2 separate regions of the Bicyclus anynana genome follow, and region 2 is linked to region 1. A link is a contact called in public Hi-C data. All regions are on one chromosome and are shown on one strand. Each heading gives the region's core, a stretch centred on a gene start, on an enhancer-like site or on the middle of the called end of the contact. The rest is flanking DNA. Distances are from core to core; before and after follow the strand shown.

Region 1 (4,975 bases), core at 1,391-3,890:
TATGTAAACCGCGAAACGAACCACGCGCTTGGTAATTCAGCTACTCGCCGAGAGATGGCGCCAGTCGTACCGAATTTGGATGTTTTTACACGTCGTTTTCACGCAGACCACGTAACGGAGACGCGTAGACATTTTAATAAAAGTTTGGTGTTTATTTTATACGCCATCACGCGGCGCAGTACGGCTGCGGTACGATTTGGAAGTGAAATTATTATCCTACTAGACGAGACCGTGTGTGGTAGAAACTTTTCATATGTTACGGGAACAACGTTATTTTGTTAGGTAGCAGGGCGATGACCTTAAACTCTTTAAAGCCAGACTAAACAGTCTTGAACAAAGGTTCCAATTGATTTGCATACGGTCGTTGAGAGGTGTTTCCTAATTTGTATTAATCTTTGCGAAGAAGCGTTACTTATTGCTTTTTGTTATGAATGCCTGCATAATGATTATCATTAAAAAAGTGAAGTTTGTACAATGAGATTTTGAACTAAATATGACTAAAGAAAACATGAAACACTGTCCTTTCCCAACATTTTTAAAGTCCAGTTAGATCAAATAAATTGATCTAAAGTATAAATGTATAAATAATATAGCCAGATATTTAGAATTCAAGAATACAAAAATATTAATATTCTCTTGTAGATAGAATACCTATAAATATAGGTGGGTACTTATATAGAACAAGGATTAATAATGACACAATGACTCATATAATTAATGTGAACTTTTAAATACATAAATATAAATTATATCGACTTGGCTTGCGCCAAATTTAGAATAAACTTCATTTTAGAGTGTGCAGTGCCGATTTTGATAAAATTAACTTTACCAAAGCTATACTATTAGTAGGTAGGTACCTACTATCTAATTAGGTACTTTTATTGTTGGGTATAATTTTTATAGTGCGTAAATTTAACAGGCTTGGGTAATAACTTATCTATTCAGATAAAACAAATTTTCTAAACTAAACATTTCCCCTTAATACCTATCCACCTTACACAAATAATAATCAGCCCTTCAGCCCTTTACAATTAATATTTCCCATTATCGAGCAAGTAAATGGAAAATCACTGGAACCCTTCCACATAATAGTCGAGGGATGAAATCATACCGTACATTCAATCGTTAGCAACTGACGGCGGATACCTACATTCCATTTCCTCCGCGCCTCTGTGTGCGTGAGGCTTTCCCGGGCGCGCGCGTGTGCGTGCGCCGCCGTCCCGCTCGCACCCGCGCGACCCGCATGCTGCCATGCTCTCCTGGTACTATGTTATAGATATCTCGTGTTGTTCAAAAGTCCATTATTGTACTTAGCAGTGTTTCGTAAATGCGGTTATGGAATATAGTGGAGTAAAACACATACAGTTTGTAAAAGCATTTATTTATTATGGTGGAATTGTTGAGAAAATTTACGAGAAAAGTTATAATTTATGTGTAGCCTTGAAACGCGAGGTGAACTGTTGCATATTATGTAAAATAACTGTATTTCCGAGATTACTGTAACTTATTAAATCAGATTTGTTGGTTTTTGTACAGTGCCAAACTTACACTGAGCCTAAATTTGGAAACTTGAGAGCTTTTTACGACTCACCAACCCGTACTGAAGCTGTGAGGTAGGTCTACACTCCATGTTTAGTTTTCTTATGAGATAAGAGGCTCGACTGTAAGTCTTTCAATTTATGATAATATTTATGTAGGTACCTACTGTTTTAAAAGTAGGTATCCTCTATCTAGTGACTTTTTGTACCTACATTTGTATCTATTTTAAATATATAAGTAGATAATTAAACAATTAACACCTAATTTTTATTAAGTATTCGTTCTTTTGTAATTGTGAAAATTAATTGGCTTTTCTTCTTCAACAATGAATCGTTAAGAGAACATAAGACTTCGTTTCTTGAAAAATTAGTACAAAAGTTGGATAGGTGAGTATTACTGAGTATCCGAACTTTTAACTCAAAATATGAATGGCCACACATACCTACCTGATTTAGAGTAACTAGTTCGCAAAATCTATTTGGTACTTGCGGCTTTTAAGTGTTTATAAATATAAAGGTTTGTTTGTATGAATAATTTTTACCTGGACCTCAATACATTTTGCTAAATTTTTGTCTATGAATAAGTAAGACGTTATTTAGTGTTACTTCTCTGTACAGCTCGTGCAAATAAACTTGACACGTGGCTCGAATGATGTTTGTAGTTTGTACTGTTTGTTTTGCTGCGTTTGGTATCCAGGTGTCAATTTAATGCGCACGAGTTATAACATCTAGTCTTACGCTTCATAGACCTTACACTAGAAGCATGTGTTTACTTAAGTGCCAGGTAAAAACAACTTACCTATAAGTATAGGTGTATTATGTAGGTGAAGAATCAACTTGTAATGAGATATGACTGTTCACTGCACCAATCAATGAGCGATCGATTAAAACAAAAAAAGCCCGAAATAATCATTTAATGATGGCCGTCAATTAAGGCCGATGTCGCACGGCGCTTGAAAAAAGCCTGCGACGGTATTGTAGAGCTGATTCAATGACCAATCATACAGGATAGATTCGCGTCGTCGGTGCTCTTGGCACGGAGCGCGCGGGCGGCGGGCGCGGGGGGCCGCGGGAGGGCGGTGGGCGGCGCCACGCATGCGTGCCGTTGCCAAGACGACGGCACGTAGCATTGTTTGTGTGTGGGTGTGTGTACCGCGACCGAGCTGTGAGGATACTGACATAGGAAATTGATAAGAATACTTGATTGGCACTAAGCTAAATAAAATATTTACGAATTTTCTCCTTTTGTCAAGTAATAGAATCCTTAACTCAATAAAAGATGTTCTGATAGGGTCTTCTTATAATAATTTTAAACAAAAGAATTATAAAAATATCAATTTCAACACTGGGTAATATCTAATATTTTCCTATTTAGTTTTATTTTCTAAGTGTTTTCTCTTTTTATTTGATAAGTAATAGTAGGATAATAGATTATTTCTTATAGGTATTTTCTTGTAGGCTTATTTCTGATAAAATATATGTAGTTAATTTTAGAAATATCAGGTATATTACATTCTCATTAGGTCTTATTAGATAATTGAGTCTCATCTATAGGTAAGCGTGTATGTATTGTAGTAGGTGTAAATATAATTTTTGACCTTTGTTAAATAAAACTAACAGAAGACACTTGTTTATTATTTACTATAAATAAATAAAATACATATTATGATAATATTCCATTACAAAGAAACAAATGAAACTATCTCAAACATGTTACAGATGGTAATTGTTAACAATAACAATTTTGGTTTGTAAGAAAATATATCCATACAGGCAATCACAAAATTTAAAAGTATACCTAACTAAATCGACTTTACTCTTTCAATAAGTATAAACTTATAGTTACATATAAAAAAAGTCGTGGTGGTTACACTATTTATAAGGCAAGAACGGCTAAACTAGATTGGCTGAAAATTGTTGGTTAAGTAGCTTAGACCCAGGAGAAGAACAAAGAATACTTAGGGTAGGGGTAGGGTTTCACGCAGACCAAGTCACGGGCGTCCGTTGGTATTCTTATAAACAAAAATTGTTTGTTTAAATTAATCAGGTGACGTCACAAAATGTCTCGACTCCTCGGTCGCGCTACAGCGACTCCCGTGCACCGCATTCCACGCACACAGGCGCAAAGCGCGTCACGTCGCACGCACACGCGCGCGCCACCTACGCCCCACAGACTATCTATTTTTATGTGTACCACTTGTACGTGTACTCGAGTCTTGAATTCCTCCGAGACTGAAAAGGAATTTTACAAGGGCGCTCTCTTTGAGCGCGAACCTTTGCCTGTAACGCTTTTAGCTGTAATAAAGCGGGGTACGGACTGATGCGATTTGGATTTTTGTGCATCGCTCTTTTGTTGGAGAACATTTGATGTACTTACCTAATATCTCGAATTTCTCATTTTTATATCCAGTTAGTGGAACTGATTTGCTGTTCTAGCTTATAAATGTCATTTCGATAAATTGATACCTCAACTTGCAAACTATCAGGGTATATGTTCATTTCAGATGAAGAAAATTAATTAAAAATAAGGGTTCCAATAAAAAGTAAATTTAGAGACGGTTAGATAGGTAGAGGACATATTTTCATTCTTAAATTTCTTGCTTATAAAGACCAAATTAAAGTTAAAAGTCAAAAAATTAAAGTCATAATCCTTATAATATTAACTTATTAGAAATTTCAATTGAGCTTAAGTTTTGTTTTAAACTAGGTACCTACTTGAATTTTCTAATATTAGGTAAAATGTATAGAATATCATGCGATGTCAAAAAACATAGCCCAGAACAGAAGATCATGGCCTAAATCTGTCTACCTAGTGAATTATGGGTATTTTGTTTTGTTCAAATATATTCAAATAAGAAATATTATCAAAGTCTAAACTATTAATCCAGAGACGATTGTAAGAAAACAATTTTTCCCAAATTTTTCTAAGTTTTCAAATTTCTACTTGCGAATGTTATAGCTACTGTTATTCATCAAAAAAAAGAAAGTTTCAAAAATATCAAGATTCAGTTATTCCATGAAGTTGTAAGAAAACGTCATATCGCCCGACAATTGTGAAACTCTGCTCCTTGAGGCGACTTTTGGTCGAAGTTACGCAGTTTCCTGTCCAAAATCACCCCAAAACTGGTCTGGGACACCCAAAAAAAGGTATCCAGAAGCAAATAAGAGGCATTGCGAAGGTCACGGCCCCATCGATCCGCGTAGAAAGTGAGATTGGCTGCCACTACTAACACCGTCCCGTTGGCTATGCCGGCTGAATTAATCGCGCATATATTTGAATACATTTGGAGCGTTCGGAGCGCGGTGTCGTCGCCCCTTAAGTTTTAGCGATTTTGTTCCGGCGTGTAAACGTGCCACGTTTGAGGAAATGCTAATTGATCTGCATCCGCGCCGTGTGTGATACGCTTAGGCGCACTCATTGAGACGTTCGGAGACTG
Region 2 (5,314 bases), core at 2,619-5,118, 390 kb after region 1:
TCGTTCACATGGTGAAATGGATGACCGTTAATTGCCCAAGTACATAAAATTGAAATTATGTGTATTAACTTAAATTATCGTCTAACTACAAGAGACGGATAATGACCAGTTCTAAACGGTGAATTTTAATAAGTCAAGGGAATGTCACAATAAACTTAAAATCTTTTTGTTATCACTCATCAGAAAAGACTAAGTAACCTAAACAAACAACAAAACACCGAATGGTATGTGTAACCAGAACAGTCGAGTACCGTTGCGTTATAACTCAAACTATATGAGAGTAAAAAACAAAATTTAACGTAATTCGAATTAAAGGTCGATTTTTTACGTCGATAAATCAGTTTGCAGCGGTCGCGGGGCGGCGCGACGGACGCGGCAGGTAGCGGCGGAGCGCTGCGCGATAAATAACACAATGATCGATTTGTACACTCAAATATCACTGTTACACGCTGTTTACGATTATAACATTGATCGTTAATAATATTTATTGTGTTCCCGGGAGAAGGCTTCGTGAAATTGATTGCTCTCAAACCTGTTTAGGCTCGCCTACCTAAGTACAATTTAAAAGTATAAACTAACATTGAGTTCGTCCTGTTTCGTCTCTAGCTTCAATCATCATGATTGAAACAGGCGTTAAGGTGCTATTGGTGACGATGAGCCGTAATATAACTTGAAGAAGAAAACATCATTACGATATTATACCTATCTATGTTAGAGCACAATTACTGTTAAAAAATATATAAAAAAACGCTACAAATGTAATGTTGATTTTTCATTGTAAATTAATATGCGTGTAAACTTGCGACTCGGTCGAGGTTCAGAAGAATAGTATTAAATTAAAATTTCCAATTATTTAGATAAATGAATTATTTCAGAAAAACATTTTCTCTATTCTGAGCAAACAAATAAAAAAATTGAAATATTCCCCACATTTAGTTGTAACTTAGAGTTAAGTAATGAATTTAGTAAAAAGTAAATCAAGACTTACGAGACCATTCAAATTTTAACTAAGCATATCTGTAGTAGTAGCAGTAGTGTTCGTAGTCTTTAGAAGCCTAAAATTTTGTATAAAGCATTAGCAAAGCAGTTTAAAACTGATAATAGTTCTATCCGTCGGCTCCTCACTCTGCAAGAAAACCTCTTACTGACATTAGTGAAATCTCCTGTTTTAGAACCACAACTTTGATAAAATCTGTTAGACCAATTTTAAACTACGATTTTCAAATAAGAATATAATTAAATCAGTCGCAATACATTATTAGTTACTTTATATAGTTTTCAATCGAACTGTTAACTGTTATTGTTGAGCCAAATATTTATCGAGACGTTTAGTCAAAAACTTGTAATAAAGTTCCTATTAATAATAATCAACACAACATAATATACTTATTAAACATATTCATTATTAGAAGCTTCGATACCTACTCTATTTTACATGTCAACTATATTGTTAGTGATGTTGATGTGCCAAATGAAATTTTAATGGACTTTTAATGTTCAGTTTCTGTCTTTCAACTTAACGTAGGCGTATTAGGTAAAAAATTACATGTTGGTCATATGTAACTCTGGTTCGAAGGAGAAATTATTGAATACATAAAAAGCTTTGTGCCAAAGTACTTTATCAGATAGTTGGATATTTCTAGAATCTATGTTAGCTGCGACTGATTGATCCGAAAGTCGCAAAGCCGCTAGGGACTTGCGCCTCGACATTCGCACGATGGCCCTAGCTCCGGGATATTCCAATAATACGACCAAATAAAATATTTACTCTGGTTTATTTAAATACTTAGATAATAATATAAAACATTTTAAGACTAATTATTCATTATTTACCTACGAGAGGCTCGCACTACCACTGCCGTCTGTTCCTTATCACCTATTATAGTTTATACAGTTATATACATATCAACTCGTCAACTTCGTTGAGAATAACGAAATAATTACATTTACAACATTGGGTTTGGTTCGAATCGGGCGATCGCCCTGCGCCGCGCGAGACGCGCCGCGCCGCGCACGACACTGCGCGACACGGCGCGACGCGACGCGACACGCCTGCCGTCCGAGCACTGACTACACTAGCACTGACGGCGCCATCTCATAACCGTCTCGGATTCCATATAAAGAACACTTTTATATATGCAGTATATGCATATCGTCATAGACGTAGCAGTAACATTAGTTTATATAAAAAAATACCTATTTATATTAGAATTAAGTACCGAAATTGGCCACAATTACATATAAACGAAAAAAAACAACAAAACAATTATTAAAAACAGGAATAAAACCATTTTGGCATCGTATCTGCTTAATTTTCAATAAATTACCGGAGCGGGCTCGGAGGCGCGCGACCGTCGCGTCGGGCGCGGCGCGTCGCGTGGCGCCGCTCGCTTCGTCTAGCACTTAACATAAGAATTGCACCTATCTCGATCGCATCCTCACTGGCCACGGCAGGCACTCAGTCCGTACGTCTAGCATAAATTCGCTCGTCCTCGCTCGGCGCGGCTACTTACCGGCTCGGCACTCACTACAGTCACTCACTGGAACACCCGCGGGCGGCTAGTGCGGCTCCGCGTAGTACGGCCGCGGCGGCGCCCACGGGGCGAACTGTTAGTGCGCCGCCAGCGTGTGCGCGCCCTGCAGGTGCTGTGCGTGCTGCGCGTGCGGCGCGTGCTGCGGGTGCGGCGCGTGCGCGGGGTGCGGCGGCGACAGCGCCGGCGAGTGCGCGTGCAGCGGCGGCGAGCCGTGCATGTCGTGCGCGTAGTGGCCGTGCATGCCGTCCAGCATGCCGTCGCCGCCCAGCGTGTTGGGCGGCGTCATGCGCTTCTCCTTCTGGCGCCGGTTGCAGAACCACACGCGCACCACCTCCTTCTCCAGCTGCAGCGAGTCGGCCAGCGACGTGATCTCCTGCGCCGACGGCTTGGGCTGCTTGTGGAAGTGCTGCTCCAGCGCGCCCTTCACCGACACCTCGATGGACGTGCGCTTCTTGCGCTTGCGGCCCTGCGCCGCGATCTTGTCGATGCTGGTGGGGCTGCCCGTGGTGGAGTCGGCCTCCTCCAGCCACTTCTGCAGCAGCGGCTTGAGCTTGCACATGTTCTTGAAGCTGAGCTGCAGCGCCTCGAAGCGGCATATGGTGGTCTGCGAGAACACGTTGCCGTACAGCGTGCCCAGCGCCAGCCCCACGTCGGCCTGCGTGAAACCCAGCTTGATGCGGCGCTGCTTGAACTGCTTGGCGAAGGCCTCCAGGTCGTCGCTCGTGGGCGTGTCCTCCTCGGGCCCGTCGCGCTCCAGCGCGTGGTGCGGGTGCAGGTGCGGGCTGGGCGGCACGTCGCGCATGAGGTGCTGGTGGTGCACGGGCACGTAGCCGCCGTGCAGCACGGGCGAGCCCGCGCCGTAGCCCACGGGCGCGTGCCAGCCGTGCTGCAGGTGGCGGTGGTCGTGCGGCGCGGGCGGCGGCTTCACGTCGGGCTGGTGCGCGTGGTGGTGGTGCTGGTGCACGGCCCAGGGGTCGGCGGGCGGCAGCGAGGCCCAGGGGTTGAGCCCCACGGGCGCGCCGGGCGAGGGGCTGCCGCCGTGCAGGTGGTGCGCGTACTTCATGTCGGCCGGCTCGGCGCTGCGCGGCGACGCGGCGTGGTAGCCGCCCGCCAGCAGGTCGAGCTCGCCGCCCGGCATGTACGTGGTCGCCGCCATGGCGCCGTACCTCAGGTCCACGGTGGACGGCGTCTTGCCGCAGAAGGCCGGAGCCTTCGCTTGGCCGCTGCTTCACAAAACTGGCGCGGGGTCGCGCGGCGCTGCGGTAGCGGCGGGGGCCACCTCACATCACAGGCGACAACGAGCGACATGCGCGTGCGTGCGCGGCGGCAGCACGGGTCGGACTGGCCCCACGAGCGCGCCGCGCGGCCGCGCCGGCGTGGAGGGGCCGGCCCCGCCCGGCGCCGCCCGCCGCCCCGCGCCCGCCCGCCCCGCGCTCGCCCCGCGCTCGCCGCGCGCCCCACGAGCGAGAGCGCCGACCACCGACTTATTTACAAACATAATCACTCTGCGATTTGTTGCCGCGAGCCGCGACTGGCGTCTGCTGCGAGCGGCGCAGCGGCAGCTCCTCGCCGCTCAGATGAGCTACATCCTAACACTGTTAGCAAATTATGACATACATTATAGTACGTGTATTCAAATAATTTATAGCAATTAGGTACATTTCATAAATATTAATTTTAGTTGTATTTTTAGTTTATTGTTTTAAGCAGTATTAGGAGGAATGTTACTTAACCAAGTAACATATTGTTTTTATACATTAATATTTCTTGCACACCTAGTAGGTATCTACTTAGAGATTATGCTAACATAAGCCCGTCAGGTTCGAGAAATATTAATTAGATATACCTAGAATCTCTAATTTTTTTAATTACTCCATGCTGAAATTTAATAACCGAAAATAGTAGGTAGGTAGGTATTTTGCTAAGACATTTTTTGTCTATACCTAGGTGCCTACCTACCTACTAATGTGAAATGAAACTTGAGCAATCTAAATTGTCTCCATTATAGGTCTAGACTAATAATAATTTACTTCAATCAACGACAATTTCAATTACCTATTTATGGTTGTTTTTTTATATATCCATGTATGCTTATGTAGGTATACCTACCTGTTATCAAATAGGTAGCAGTAGTTTGTACGTTTAAACTCAATAACGACGGAGTTGAGCTAAATGTATAATGTAGGTCAACCAGGTACCTACGTACTTATAATAAATAACTTTAAGTATTTTATTAACATTATAGGTATAAATTTATGTATGCTTTACATCGAGATTTTTTTCATGTGAAAAAAAAACTATTATGGTATGTAATTATGGGTATACATATATTACTAGAATCATTGTCTAAATAAACATCTACATAATAATATAAAAATCTCGTTCAATTCGCTTCATTATTGTTACTCAGGTTATCGATGAAACATTTGTAAAAGAGCGTCAACTAGCGCCATCTATCAGTGAGTAGACACACTTTCGATACCCAAAATTTCATTAATTATTTTTTAATGCGTTGCTTATTTTTTCAGTACATTTTAATTCAAAATTATTACAAATAAGGTATTTATTAAAAATACATTCTGACTAGAAAAACCCGACATTTGATTAAAAGGAAATACCTACTTACCTACCTACAGTTAATATTTAAACCTAAAAGTAGCTGATGATAATTTATTTTTATAATAGAAACTATCTACTACGTTAAAGATACAATTTTAACCAAAATATAAAATAAAAAAAATAACTAGGACGTTACACTACATTATTACGTTACATTATTT

The links. A called contact is a pair of places that touch in the nucleus more often than the background predicts.
Region 2: a Hi-C map of whole body shows a contact between it and region 1, with 5 times the contacts expected there. The contact joins the promoter of LOC112055872 here to the enhancer-like site in region 1. A contact is called at or near these places in 2 of 2 Hi-C or Micro-C datasets (whole body and whole larva).

Annotation. Positions count from the first base shown.
Region 1 is chr7:18,122,156-18,127,130 of ilBicAnyn1.1, forward strand. It overlaps LOC128198260 (a long non-coding RNA gene), which reads right to left. Exons shown (of 5, transcript XR_008250987.1): 5 at 3,161-4,975. Among protein-coding and RNA genes, the nearest start is that of Trnam-cau, 55 kb to the right of the region's middle. Within about 2 kb of position 2,641, at least 8 of the 8 cell types and tissues checked have open chromatin away from gene starts, as enhancers often do.
Region 2 is chr7:18,507,058-18,512,371 of ilBicAnyn1.1, forward strand. LOC112055872 (silk gland factor 3) reads right to left here and starts at 3,869. Exons shown (of 1, transcript XM_024096159.2): 1 at 1,757-3,869. The coding sequence starts at 3,690. The coding sequence ends at 2,611. All of the region lies in intron 5 of LOC112049427 (40S ribosomal protein S4), which reads right to left. All of the region lies in intron 1 of LOC112049434, which reads left to right.